2 separate regions of the Mus musculus genome follow, and region 2 is linked to region 1. Evidence: chromatin contacts called from public promoter capture Hi-C data. All regions are on one chromosome and are shown on one strand. The core of a region is the stretch at or near the end of the contact, and the rest is flanking DNA. Distances in the headings are between cores, read along the strand shown.

The links. Capture Hi-C pulls out chosen DNA fragments and counts their contacts.
Region 2: a promoter capture Hi-C map of adipose tissue shows a contact between it and region 1. The contact joins the promoter of Alox15 here to the promoter of Slc16a13 in region 1. A contact is called at or near these places in 7 of 39 promoter capture datasets (the 3T3-L1 cell line, the C10 cell line, liver and 3 more), 9 of 484 Hi-C or Micro-C datasets (the 3T3-L1 cell line, 3T3-L1-derived adipocytes, the C3H10T1/2 cell line and 6 more), 13 of 115 datasets of contacts at active chromatin or transcription factors (SST interneurons, bone marrow-derived macrophages, embryonic forebrain and 8 more) and 4 of 9 other capture datasets (adipose tissue, liver, macrophages and 1 more).

What each region holds. Positions count from the first base shown.
Region 1 is chr11:70,217,903-70,224,318 of GRCm38.p6, reverse strand. It overlaps Slc16a13 (solute carrier family 16 (monocarboxylic acid transporters), member 13), which reads left to right and starts at 3,325. Exons shown (of 4, transcript NM_172371.3): 1 at 3,325-3,840; 2 at 3,981-4,124; 3 at 4,989-5,726; 4 at 6,398-6,416. The coding sequence starts at 3,642. It overlaps Bcl6b (B cell CLL/lymphoma 6, member B), which reads left to right. Exons shown (of 9, transcript NM_007528.3): 9 at 1-192.
Region 2 is chr11:70,349,731-70,356,146 of GRCm38.p6, reverse strand. Alox15 (arachidonate 15-lipoxygenase) reads left to right here and starts at 4,116. Exons shown (of 14, transcript NM_009660.3): 1 at 4,116-4,276; 2 at 5,229-5,433; 3 at 5,741-5,822; 4 at 5,896-6,018; 5 at 6,140-6,243. The coding sequence starts at 4,142.

The DNA.
Region 1 (6,416 bases), core at 2,076-4,575:
TCCCATCTAACTGCCCTATCACCTGAATGCAGACTTGAACTGTGTGTGGGCTGGGGGCGCCGACAGAGGAGACATGAGAAGGTGGTTTGATTTCTGTTTAGCAGACTGGCTGGGCACGTGGGAAGCGCCAGGGTGAGATGTTAGATGCTGCAAGATCAGATTCTTGGAATAAAGAAGCCCTTCTTTGTGCCATCTGTTGTGTCCTAGGATTGTGTTTGCGTGTGTGTTGGGGGCAGGGAACCTGGGGACCTGGAAAGAGGTTCTGGAAACTAATAACTTGGATTCTGTGTTCATCACGTTGTTGTTCCATCCCACCGGTCTTCTATGGTCCTTGCTCTCCTTCCCTGCCCCAGCCTTCCGGTTCATTGTGTAGGAACCAGTGACTTCATGAAGTTTCTCCGGAACCACCTGCATCCTGCCGGTCTGAAGTCACTTCCTGACTGAGGTGGGGAGGCTTCGAGGAGAAAGTAGGGAAAAACCTGGAAAGTGCATCTATGCTAGCTCAGGTTCTAAATGCTGGTGAGCAACCCAACCCCACCTCCTCACACACAACCATCACCAAAGACGATGGCTAGGACTCGGGTCCCATCAAAACACCAGAGGCTGGCTAGAGCAGCCACAAGGGGAAGGCTGAGTCTTATTGCCTATGTGCCTGCTGCACCTCCCCTTGGTAGCATCTTGGTGTCTATCTAACGTCCAGTACGTGTGTCTTTTCCCATGACTTGTGTGGCCAGGGTGCACAGGTGTGTTCCAGCCCAAGGCCAAAAGTCACCAATGGACTTTCCTCAGATGTCATAAAGACAAAGTTGATCTCCGAAGTACTCTCACCAGCGATAGGACATGGTTGAGTTTTTTTCTTCAGTCTAATGCTCTTATTTTACATTTCTTCATTTTATACAAGTCCATAACCTAGGTTATTTAAAAAAAAAAAAAAGGAAAATACAGAAACTAAGCAGAAGTTTCTGTCACCTTCCAATACAGTCTAACCCCTATCAAAAATAATATCAGCTATAATTACTTATCCTATGTTAAATGCACAAACTTACTAATTTAATCCCTGGCAGCTCTAAAAAGTAGGGAGTGTTCTCTTCAGTTCACAGATGACACCAATTGAGAAGTTAAGGATCTTGACCATGTAAAAAGTAGTAAAATAAATATTGGGACTGTGATCTGATTTTAAAGATGTAAAGACTGGGCTCTGTTGAGATTCAACTATTTTCTATACCACTGCCATATCCCTATTATGAGTCTGCTTATAACAAAACTGTAGACCCAAAGAATTTCGGCATTTTATTTTCCATATATGCAACTGAGAAATGTACCATGGTTTGGTTTGGTTCTGCTTGTGCAAGGGATTGAACTCAGGGACTTCCAGGAGAGCCCAAGCCCCCTTGGGTTTAGGGAGGGGAGCTTACTTTTTTTTTTTTTCGAGACAGGGTTTCTCTGTGTAGCCCTGGCTGTCCTGGAACTCACTTTGTAGACCAGGCTGGTCTTGAACTCAGAAATCCACCTGCCTCTGCCTCCCGAGTGCTGGGATTAAAGGTGTGTGCCACCATGACCAGCGGGAGCTTTTCATTGTATATATCTAATTACCTAATTTATTGCTGTGCATGCATGTGTGGCGTGTGTACGTGTGGAGGTGAGAGGACAACTCTATGAAGTCACTCTCCACTCTCCAGGGAGTTTCAGGGATTGAACTCGAGGCATCAGCTCTGCTTCGCCTGCTCTGCCATCGCTCTAGCCCCTCTTTGGGCTTCTGAGGCAGTCTTGTATGTAGCTCAGGCTGGTTTCAAACTCGACTCTGCCTCCTAAGCACCAGAGTAACAGGAACATGCCAACACAGCCAAGTTCCTTAAGATCGGATCTCACTAAATTGCCCAGATTAGCCTTTACCTCAGTCTGAAGTCCCAGCATGCCTTAAGCTTGCTACCCTCTTAGCCCGGTCTCAATAGCTGGGGTTGCAGACAGGCCTTATGTGTAGTGTTTTGCCTACATGTATTTAAGTGACCCAGATGGGTACATGCCTGTGGAGGCCAGAAGAAGGTGTCAGATCCCCTGGAACAGTGCGGGAGCTGACAAGACCTGAACCTTGTTCCTCTGAAAGAACAACAGCAAGTGCTCTTAACTGCTGAGCCATCCCTCCAGCCCCTACAGTGTGATTTCTTAAAAGCATAACTTCTTATACCATCCCCCTCTCGTTTGCCTCTTTCCCCATTGTTCTGCATATGAATTCCCAGCCCAAGGTTTCAAAGGTCAGAGTCCTGGGGAGCCTGAGGTACCATAAAAGAAAAGCCCAAGTCTTTGCTCTCAGGAGGTGAGGGGGCAGTGCCTCTAGAGCTCTGGTTAGATAAGAGGCTGACTGCTCCAGAGACCAGGGTCATAGCTTGCCTCTCTCAAGGTGTTCAGCATAAGATAAAAAACAAAACAACTGGTTAGGAAGTGGCCAGTACTAGAAGGCTAAGAGAAAGCTTCCAGCACTGCTGAGGAAAAAGTAGGTGGTAATGGGGGACTCTGGTGGTGTGACAGCCGCCCTTCCTCTTCTCAGTTATTTTTGGTCTCAGTGACCTGCTAGTTTCCTGCTAGTGGGGTCGGAAACGGCAGGAAAATAATTCTCATTACAGAAACGAATGCCAGGACTCCGGGTCGTCACCGGTCCTCGTTCCCCGCCTCCCCGCTTTATAACAGCAATACTGGGAATTGAACCAGGACCAGTTCAATGGGTCCTGTAACCCCCCTTTTAATTATGTAAAAAACAAAAACACAAAGAAAAACAAAATTGAGACGGAGTCTAGCTAAATTGCCCACGTTGACCATGAGCTTGCCTCTGCCTCCCGAGCAGCTAGGATCACAGTCTGCGCGTTCCTGTCTTCCCTCTTCCTCCGCCGCCCTCGGCTCAGCCGTCTAGAATTTTCAGGGCTTTTCTAGTCGTCCCAGGTGCTCTGTCAGTTTGACTCTTACCTCATAACCTGTCCCTTCATACCCACGCTGCATGGCAATTTTTGGATCCCTCACTAAGCAAGTGAGTTTCTGCCTGGCCAGGACCAGTTTATCCACAACCAGCCCTTTGATGCAAGTCTGGAAATGTGATTGCAGAACCGCAGAACCCTCAGGGTTAGGTCCCTTGTCACGTGGGACCTATCTTCCTCATGCCCCTCCCTACGCATGCGCCCCTCTCTCACTGCAGGTCCTGAACAATGCTGTAAACCCCGCCCAGCCCCTCCAGATCCACCCCCTGCTCTGGAGACCTGCATCCTAATTGGCGAACCAAGTGTTGGATGTTGGCCCACTTAGGCAGGTGTTAAATCCTCAAAGATAACATAATCCACAACCAGACTACCTCTCGTTAGGGTTGTGGCCCGAACCTGGTTTTATTTTCTGACCACTAAAGAAATCATCTGGCTGGAGTCTGGATCTCAGCTGCGGTCTAACCCGGCCCTGTGTCGGTGGCAGGTCCCGGTTTATAGGGCCTCCTTCCTCTTGGGGAAAGGCGCAGGCGCCACATGCTTTATCAGTAACTTCCTAGCTACCAGCCCCAGCTTAGCGCTGAGCGTCCTGCAGGGTAGGTGGGAGGGCCAAAGTGAGCGATTTAAAGCCCAGATCAGGCAGGGGCTCTTAGGAGTTGCCCCTTTGTTCCTTTCGGAATGGTGCGCAGGGCTGAGCCCCCCGACGGGGGCTGGGGATGGATGGTGGTGCTCTCAGCGTTCTTCCAGTCGGCGCTCGTGTTTGGGGTACTCCGTTCCTTCGGTGTCTTCTTCGTGGAATTTGTGGCGGCGTTTGAGGAGCAGGCAGCCAGAGTCTCCTGGATCGCTTCCATAGGGATCGCGGTGCAGCAGTTTGGGAGTGAGTGCGGCGTCCGGGTGCGGTGGCCTGCCACCCTCGGAGAAAAGAGGGAATTTGGGGACCAGAAAGGGGAAAGGGTCGGGAGGATGCTGAGGGAGGGTGGCGGAGACCACCTCGCAGAACCCATTCCAATTCCCTAGGCCCAATAGGCAGTGCCCTGAGCACGAAGCTGGGGCCCAGGCCTGTGGTGATGACTGGGGGCATCTTGGCTGCGCTGGGGATGCTGCTTGCTTCATTTGCTACCTCCTTGACCCACCTATACCTGAGTATTGGGCTGCTGTCAGGTGAGACCCTGGGCAAGGGCAGAAGTCTAAGGCCTGTATCTCAAGCTTCTGGGTTTTTCACCTTCTTCCACCTCTTTCCAAAAAGGCTCAGGGAGAACCTATGCCCTGAAGGGAATTCTTAAACTGAATGACTAAGTCAGAGATAATCCAGAAAACACAAGCCCAAACCCATCGGACTGGAGGGTAGAAGGGAGGTTGTTATTAAGATTGCGCTAGGTAGAGACCGAAATAGATATCATTGCTTACTTAAAAAATTAATAGTGACGCTTTCGATGCTTACATACCCGGGCAATGGAAGATTAATGTAGCCAAAAACAGTAGAGATGGGGCTCTTATTCCAAAGTTCTGTGTTAGGTACTTTAGGAACACTATCTTTTGTCTTCCCAGATCCCATAGAGCAGCGGTTCTCAACACGTAGGTAGCGATCCCGTTGGGAGAGTTGCTCAATTCTTTCATGGGGGGGGGGGGTGGTCACATAGCAGATGCTCTGACTTCAGATATTTTCATTACGATTCGTAACAGTAGAAAAAATACAGTTAGGAAGTAGTAATGAAAATAATCTTCTGGTTTGGGGGAGGAGGGTCACCACAACATGTATTGAAGAGTCAAAACATTAGGAAGGTCAGGACCCACTGTTATAAGGTGTGTTAACCCCATTTTGCAGATGAGGTGGTTGAGCCTGGGAGAGTAAGCAGAACACACAAAGTCACACAGCTAGAAAGTGTTAAAACCCAGCACTGTGAACACCCAGGTCTGTGGGCGTGCAAAGCAGGGGCTAGTCTGCTCCAAGGTTGTGCTGGGATTACTGGGTGTTCTGAGCACCTCCAAAGCCCACAGCCTCCCGCCTTGTTCTCCTTTTGACAGGCTCTGGCTGGGCCCTGACCTTCACTCCGACCATGGCCTGCCTTTCCCGTTACTTCTCTCAGCGTCGATCTCTGGCCATGGGGCTGGCCCTGACTGGAGTGGGCATCTCCTCTTTTGCATTTGCCCCCCTCTTCCAGTGGCTGATCAACAACTATGCCTGGAGAGGGGCCCTCTTGCTAGTGTCTGCCCTCTCACTACACCTGATGGCCTGTGGTGCTCTCCTCCGCCCACTCTCCCTGACTGAAGACGCTGCTGTGGGTGGCCCTGGGGCCCAGATCACCTCTCTCCTCCGCCATGGTCCCTTCCTCCGATACACTGCTGCCCTCACCCTGATCAACACTGGCTTCTTCATTCCATACGTCCACCTGGTGGCCCATCTGCAGGACCTGGGCTGGGACCCACTGCCTGCGGCCTTCCTACTTTCAGTGGCTGCTGTTTCTGACCTCGTGGGGCGCGTGGCATCTGGTTGGCTGGGAGATGCAGTCCCAGGGCCTGTGGCCAGGCTTCTGATGCTCTGGACCACCCTGACTGGGGTGTCACTAGCCCTGTTTCCTGTTGCTCAGGCTTCCTCAACCCTGGTAGTCCTGGCTGTGGCCTATGGTTTCACATCAGGAGCCCTGACCCCAGTGGCCTTCTCCGTGCTTCCTGAACTGGTGGGGACTGGAAGGATTTACTGTGGTATGGGACTGGTGCAGATGATCGAGAGTATCGGCGGGCTGCTGGGGGCTCCTCTATCAGGTAAGAGAAGTGGGGTTGCCAGCTGGGCCGGGGATGTCATGTTGTCTAGTTGGGGGAAGGAACTAGTTCCACAATGGTATGTGTTAATGGTGCCCTCTAGTATGTAAACAGTGTACCGCCTGCATAGCCAATCATAACAGTCCTAAAGTGAGTTCACAGGAGGACAGAACTTGGGTCTAAGAAGGTCTGAGTGGGAAGACAACAGTGAAACTTCAGGCTTGGTTTTCAGAAGACCTGGCTTGGCCTAACTTGTCAGTGTCTTATCTTTTCCTTTGGCCCAGTGGGCCCCTACCCAAATGTCTGAAACGTCTGGTTAAAGTTCGCTGTGCTCAAGATGCCAGAACCTTCTGATCTTTAACATCTTCCCCTTAACTATTAACTGAAGGCTTAAAAGGTCCACTGTTGCCAGAACAAACACACAGATATGCTTGACTTCCTATGGCTCACCAACACCTACAGACTGCTTTGGGAGTCCTTTCTTCAGGAAGGGCGGCAGCTGAAATGACCTTTGGAGGCTGTTTAAGAAACCCTAGTCTCGTATTCATCCAGTCTCACCTTGGGAGTTCCATCTCTTGCAGGACAGTGGGTTTTCCTTTGCCCACAGATGGGTCTAGGCCATCAGCCCCAGTGTGCAGATCACCCATGTATGTTTCTCTTTCTCTTGGACCCAGGCTACCTCCGGGATGTGAC
Region 2 (6,416 bases), core at 2,867-5,366, 130 kb before region 1:
ACATATTAAAAGCAAGTTGGTATATTCTCCTGACAAATGGAGATTCTCCAGATACTTAAAAGTTACATTCATGTAAGAATTTAGCAAGGCCTAGGAAATTAGGGGGGTTGTGATATTGCATTATTCATGAGGCCTGCCAAGAGCAGAAACCCCTGGTGCTGGCCTTCACGAGGTTCAAAGGTATAACACTAGAGTGTGAAATCCTTGCCTGTCACTAAGCTGATCTTAGGCAGGACTGCTTTATCTTTACTGTAAACATTTACCTGGTTCTTGTAAATCCTTTTGAAGTCATTCCTTTGTTTTGTACCTGGTAACTTCAATGTACCTTGCCTGCTGTGACTTCCGACCCTTGTATTTTCTGTACTATAAAAAGTTTGATGCTCGACCTGACAAATACATTCAGATTCTACACAACCTCTCCTGTGTGCATCTGTCTGTTATTTCCTCCAACTCTTTGCCCACCTGTGACCAGAGACCCATTCTACGCAGACAAAGGGGCCCAGAGGGTCTGCGACATCCATGGCTCCGCCTCAGGTTCCTTGTTGCTCGCCTGTGGGGACTGTGATCCATGCTCTTTCTGAGTAAACTCTTTGGAGAACTGCTTTCTCTGTTCCTCACTTTAGATCAACAAGAAGCTGCTAGGTAGTTTCTGAAGCAGCTTTCCTGGCACAGGAAAGAATGGCCCCTCTCTCACTGGCTGGTGACAGGTCTGTGTGGGATTCCTGGGAGGGTAGCAGCCTTTTTACTCCCTGTGGACAAAGTTAAGGAGGAAAGCGATTGGCCCAAGACTTTAAGAGTGGAGCAGGCGGGGCTGGAGGGACTTAGTGGTTAAAAGCACTGGCTGCTCTTGCAAAGAATCAAGGTATGGTTACCAACCATCCATGACTCTTGTTCCTGGGAAACCGTTGCCCTCCTCTGACCTCCCCAGGCACCAGGCACATGGGCAGGAAGTGCACAGAAAGGTAAAACAGCCAGACACAAAAGCTATAAATAAATCTAAAGTAAAATAAAGACATGACAGAATAAAAACTGGAAAAGCCAGAGCACACTGTAAACTAAGGCTACAGGTACCCTTTGCAACCTTGGTGCTTGAGTATCCAGTTGGGTTGCTGACCTAAATAGCCCACCACACAGGTGGCAGGTTCCTAACATATTTTTTTTCTCTATTGCAACAGAAAGGATTCGAATTTATATACATAATCAATTTCAAACGAGCTTAATCGCTATTGTGGTTTTTCCACCTAGAACACCAAGTGTTGTCAATGGCGGTCTCAGGGTCAGACGTCTTGCTCTTTCAGCCCTGCCTCTGATCTGCTGGACAAGCATCCTTACCTTAGAAGCAACAGAATGTTTCAGGCTTAGCCTGTATTTTTATTCACTGTCGGACCCAGAGTCAGCTTCACTCAAAGGGTCCAGTTTGTTTTTGTAGGGCAGAGCAACATTTTAGGAGAAAATCAAGACCGTGAAGCTGGTGTGGGCTAGAAGAACACGCGGCTGGCAACAGTAAGCCCGAGAAGGGCTGATTTTCCTAGAGTGTGAGTTGTCTTACAAACCTTTCAGAAATAGATGGATACTCAATGGGAAAGTGGGGCAGCCAGTCAGAGAAAACAATATATAAAAAAATCCTACTAGATTATCTAAGGTAAAAATGGTTATCACACACCAATGAGAAGAGTAAGGGAGAACAGATATTCGTACACTGTACACTGATAGAACCACAAATCAGCACAGCTTTCTTTTTTTTTCTTCAATTTTTTATTAGGTATTTTCTTCATTTACATTTCAAATGCTATCCTGAAAGCCCCTGTACCCCCTGCCCCTGCTCCCCTACCCACCCACTCCCACTTCTTGGCCCTGGTGTTCCCCTGTACTGGGGCTCAGCACAGCTTTCTAAAGCAGGCAACTATACTTCCTCATATGTGAGTCCTTTGCCTGTTTGCACATGTCTCATGCTCACAGGGGTAAGATGGGATTAGATTCCCTGGAACTGGAGTTCACGGATGGTTGTGAGGCCACTGTGTAAGTGCCAGGACCCAAACCACGTCCATGCTACAAAGTAAGTGTTATCTTTCCAGCCAACGGTGGGGATTCCTTACTTTTGGTCAAAATTACACATGCATTTACCTTATAAATTGCATTTCTAGTATTTTTTTTTTTTTTTACCATTTACATCTTTACCTGTGAGAAGTAGTAGATTTATTGCTATAAGCAAAAATTGTTACAGGAGATTGCTGATAACTTGAATATCTATTTATAAGGAGCTGGTAGACTATGTTACAGCAAAACAACAGCAACCTTCAAAGTTAAGGGAGATCCATGTTCGTTACTGTGGACCGATTTCCTGATCTATGTTAAATGTGGGGGGTGCAGAGCAGGGGGTGTATGGATTATGTCACCCTGTGTGTGACAGAGACAGACATGGTGTTACAGCAAGGGCTGTTCTTACCCAAGAGGAGTCCAGGATGAGCCTTTTATGAATATGATTTTTTTAATTGAGCCACACAGAGAGATCTATCCAGGGATACACACTGTTGTGACTACCAATCTAGAAGACGCCCTGCGCCAAGTGAGCTGGGGTGAAGGTAAAAATCACAAGCTTGGTACCTCCTGTTGAAATAGTTGTGATGCCCATTAGCAAGCAGGACAGGATAGGAACGTTTAAGAAGAATAGGGCACATTTGTGTCACCATGGCATTTCTGTTTGATTCGGGAGCAGAGAGCCTTGCATTTACAGAAACAGAACAATTCAGGTTAGCGAACGTTCCAGTAAGTACCATACGTGCCTGAGAGTAATGCTGACCTCAGTTCCACCGGCGGTCGGGTCAGGGCTTAGCAAATATGTGATTCTTATTTCAATGGAAGGGGTGTGTTAGCTTGGGGATGTGCACAGAACTGACTCATAGTGGAGATTGCCATTCACCAGACACATTTTCATTGTCTTTGTTTAATTCAGTTTATAACACTCCATGCCAGAATGGCACCAAAGGTCATTTTATTACTCTTATTAGTCACATGGACTGAGAGTCTTTGTGGTCCCATGTCTCCCTAGAGGAAGGATGTATGTACAGTTGCATTCAGCTCAGTGGGTTCCAGGTGTAGCAACAGTTAACAATAAACGAATAAGCCCTGCTGGATGCGGTCTTGGCCTAGGAGGCGCTCCTGTGAGCCGGTGATACTGACACAAGGATGATCAGGGTCCAGCATTAGCCAGGCATCAGCAGAAGCGCTTCTGGGGTAGGCGGTAGAAGCTGGTTGTCTCTGGGTGGGGTGTAGAAGGCACTTCACTGAGAAGCTAGAGTCTCCTCAGGATTTGGAAGGATGAGTAGGGTGGACCCCGAGTACATGATTCTTCAGCAAATAACATGGAGTCTTTGGTGGTGGCTCTGGGGAGCAAGGGGCTTCAGCAGGAGTGCAGTGTGGGGAAGGGAGAAAATCAGGTTTCCGAGGGCTTTGAAGGCCAGGTAATTTGGGGTTTTATTATGCAGACATCGGGAGATATCTGGATGCTTTGAAACTCACAGGGATGAGCCCAGAGCCTGCCTCAGGATGGGCAAAGTGTACAGAGCTGGTAGAATTAATCGGGTGGCTAAAATGTGCCGCCTTTAAATGCTGCACAGCACCTGCAACCTTAAGATTATCCCTGGGCATGGGAAAACCCATCTGTGATGCGCGCACTGGAGAGTGGATGTATGTGCGTGTGAGAGTGTGTGTGTGTGTGTGTGTGTGTGTGTGTGTGTGTGAGAGAGAGAGAGAGAGAGAGAGAGAGAGAGAGAGAGAGAGAGAGAGAGAGAGAGAGAGTGAGCGCGCGTGGAGGAAGGTGTGACGGGGGCAGAAGGGACTGGACCAGATGTTGATTCTTTCTTGCATGTTTTCTTTTCAAATCCCCATCTACTTCTCCCTCCTGTTCTCCTCTCACCAAGATGATTTTTGAGAGTTCAGCTTTGCCCAGAGCCCCGCCTTTTTTGGGCTGGAACGAGGCCCCCAGCAAGTGCTGGGGGCCCCAGTAAGTGACAGAGGCGGGGTTAATTGCCACCTACAGCTCAACCCTAAACTAGACTTCTGAAGGGGCGGGGCCTCGGCTTTCTTATTTAGCCCGTCTACCCCTCTTGATTCTCAGAAGGGAGAAAACTTCATCTGCAAGATGGGTGTCTACCGCATCCGCGTCTCCACCGGGGACTCCGTGTACGCGGGCTCCAACAACGAGGTCTACCTGTGGTTGATCGGACAGCATGGGGAGGCATCTCTCGGGAAGCTGTTCCGACCCTGTCGGAACTCGGTGAGCTGCGCAGAGCTCTGGCTGTCCCGGGAGGCGGCAGGGTGAGGGGCTGGGGGCGGGGGCGGGGGCAAAGTCAAAGAAATCCCTAGGAACCCTGATGCGTGGCCCCTGAACTCTGAGGAAGGAGCTCACAGCCTCGGAAAGCGGAAAGGGTGCACAGAGGCATTCGGTGAGCGCTCAGTAACAGTTGCTGCCTCCTGGCCTCATTGAGTGGGATATTTCTGTGCGTCCCTCACTTCACAGAACTCTGCGGTACAGTAGTAGTGCCAGTATCAGCAGTGTCAGCTGCCCGAATGTCTCTAATTTTTTAAAGCTTAAGATTTACCATCTTCTCTCGTTCCTACTGTAGAACAGTCTGCCTGATAAAGCCTCCCAGTGTCTCCAGCTTCTTCCCTACGAACTGCCAAGCCTCTGGCTTACTCTCGGTCCCTCGGGACCTGGTCCTGTTTGGCTCCCAGTCCCCACGGCTCTCTGGGCCCTAGCTTCATGAAGGCGCTGGGGGCCCTAGCTTCATGAAGGCGCTGGTCCTTTCAGCCTCTACGCTCTCCATGGACTCTGCCTCGTGTCTTCTCTGATTTCATTCTCTCTCACCAACCCCGCCTCTCCAAATCCAGGTTTCTCCCTGGAGACCATCCTGTAGAAACCCTGGCTCAGGCCAAATGGAATTCCCATGGGTTCTCTGCCTTAGTGGGGTCTCCCATTTGACCCGTTCCTCACTGGGCCTCTGGCAGAGTTTCCAGAATTCCCCTTCCTCTAGTCCTCCCCCCACCCCCCGGGGAGGAAGGAGTGTACTTTCCCATCGTCCATCGTCCATCCTTAACCCTCTCACTCTTGGTTGAGGTGACAACCCTGAGTGGTGTCATGGAGCCTCTTTTCATCACTTTTCCTGTGGCCCAGTGGAAGCAGAACTCAGCCTGAGCACCCCATTCTGCGCCCCTGTGCTTATCTGCAGGAGGCAGAATTCAAGGTGGATGTGTCAGAATACCTTGGGCCACTGCTGTTTGTGAGAGTGCAGAAATGGCATTATCTCAAAGAGGACGCCTGGTTCTGCAACTGGATTTCTGTGAAGGGCCCCGGAGACCAGGGATCGGAGTACACGTTCCCCTGTTACCGATGGGTTCAGGGCACCAGCATCCTGAACCTCCCTGAGGGCACTGGTGAGCAGAGGGGTGGGGTGTGTGTGTGTGAAGAGGCATAGGGGGAACGGAGCCTCAGTTGTGTGAGGAAGGGGAGGCAGCGTGTGGGAGCTGGAGCCTGGAAGCTGGGCTGTTTGTTTGGTGTTTTAAATGAGTTGTCAAAGAAAGAGTAGCTGAAGCTGGCCCAGATGTCACGGAGGCTTCAGGGAGGGACATGAAGATGCATGCACAGAGGACAGCCAGGGCTGCCTGAAGAGGTACAGCCAGCTGGAAGGGGGTAGAGAAGCTCACAGAAGACATCCAGAGTGTCTCCCTCCTCGGCTTCTAGGCTGCACCGTGGTTGAAGACTCTCAAGGCCTGTTCAGGAACCACAGGGAGGAGGAACTGGAAGAAAGGAGGAGTCTGTACAGGTGAGGCTGACCCAGGGGACCCATGGCGAGCTGCCTCTGCAGTGCCCGTGCCTGATGTCACTTCTGCCCTCAGGTGGGGCAACTGGAAGGATGGCACAATCCTGAACGTGGCGGCGACCAGTATCTCTGACCTCCCTGTAGACCAGCGATTTCGAGAGGACAAAAGACTTGAATTTGAAGCTTCACAGGTTCTGGGGTGAGGGCAAGAGTGCCCGGCTTGAGGGTGGGTGTGTGCTGGTCTCGTCTATGGTACCTTTGGCTGTAATGTTTGGTTCTAAGTATAACTGTCACATCCTTTGCCCCATTCTTCCCTGAAGGACAATGGACACCGTTATTAACTTCCCTAAAAACACTGTGACCTGCTGGAAAAGCCTAGATGACTTCAACTATGTTTTCAAGAGTGGCCACACCAAGATGGCTGGTAAGTACACCTACCCCCAAATTACTCTTACCCCAAAACTCTTCCCAATGCAAGGAGATCGAGAAAGCCGGGTTGAGGGTGGGTGGGTCAGAGGCTTTTGTCTGACATCTCTGGTAGTCTGGGTCAAGTAGGGATGTTTTGGTGGGTGTTGGAAGGACCAGGAAGTTGGATCT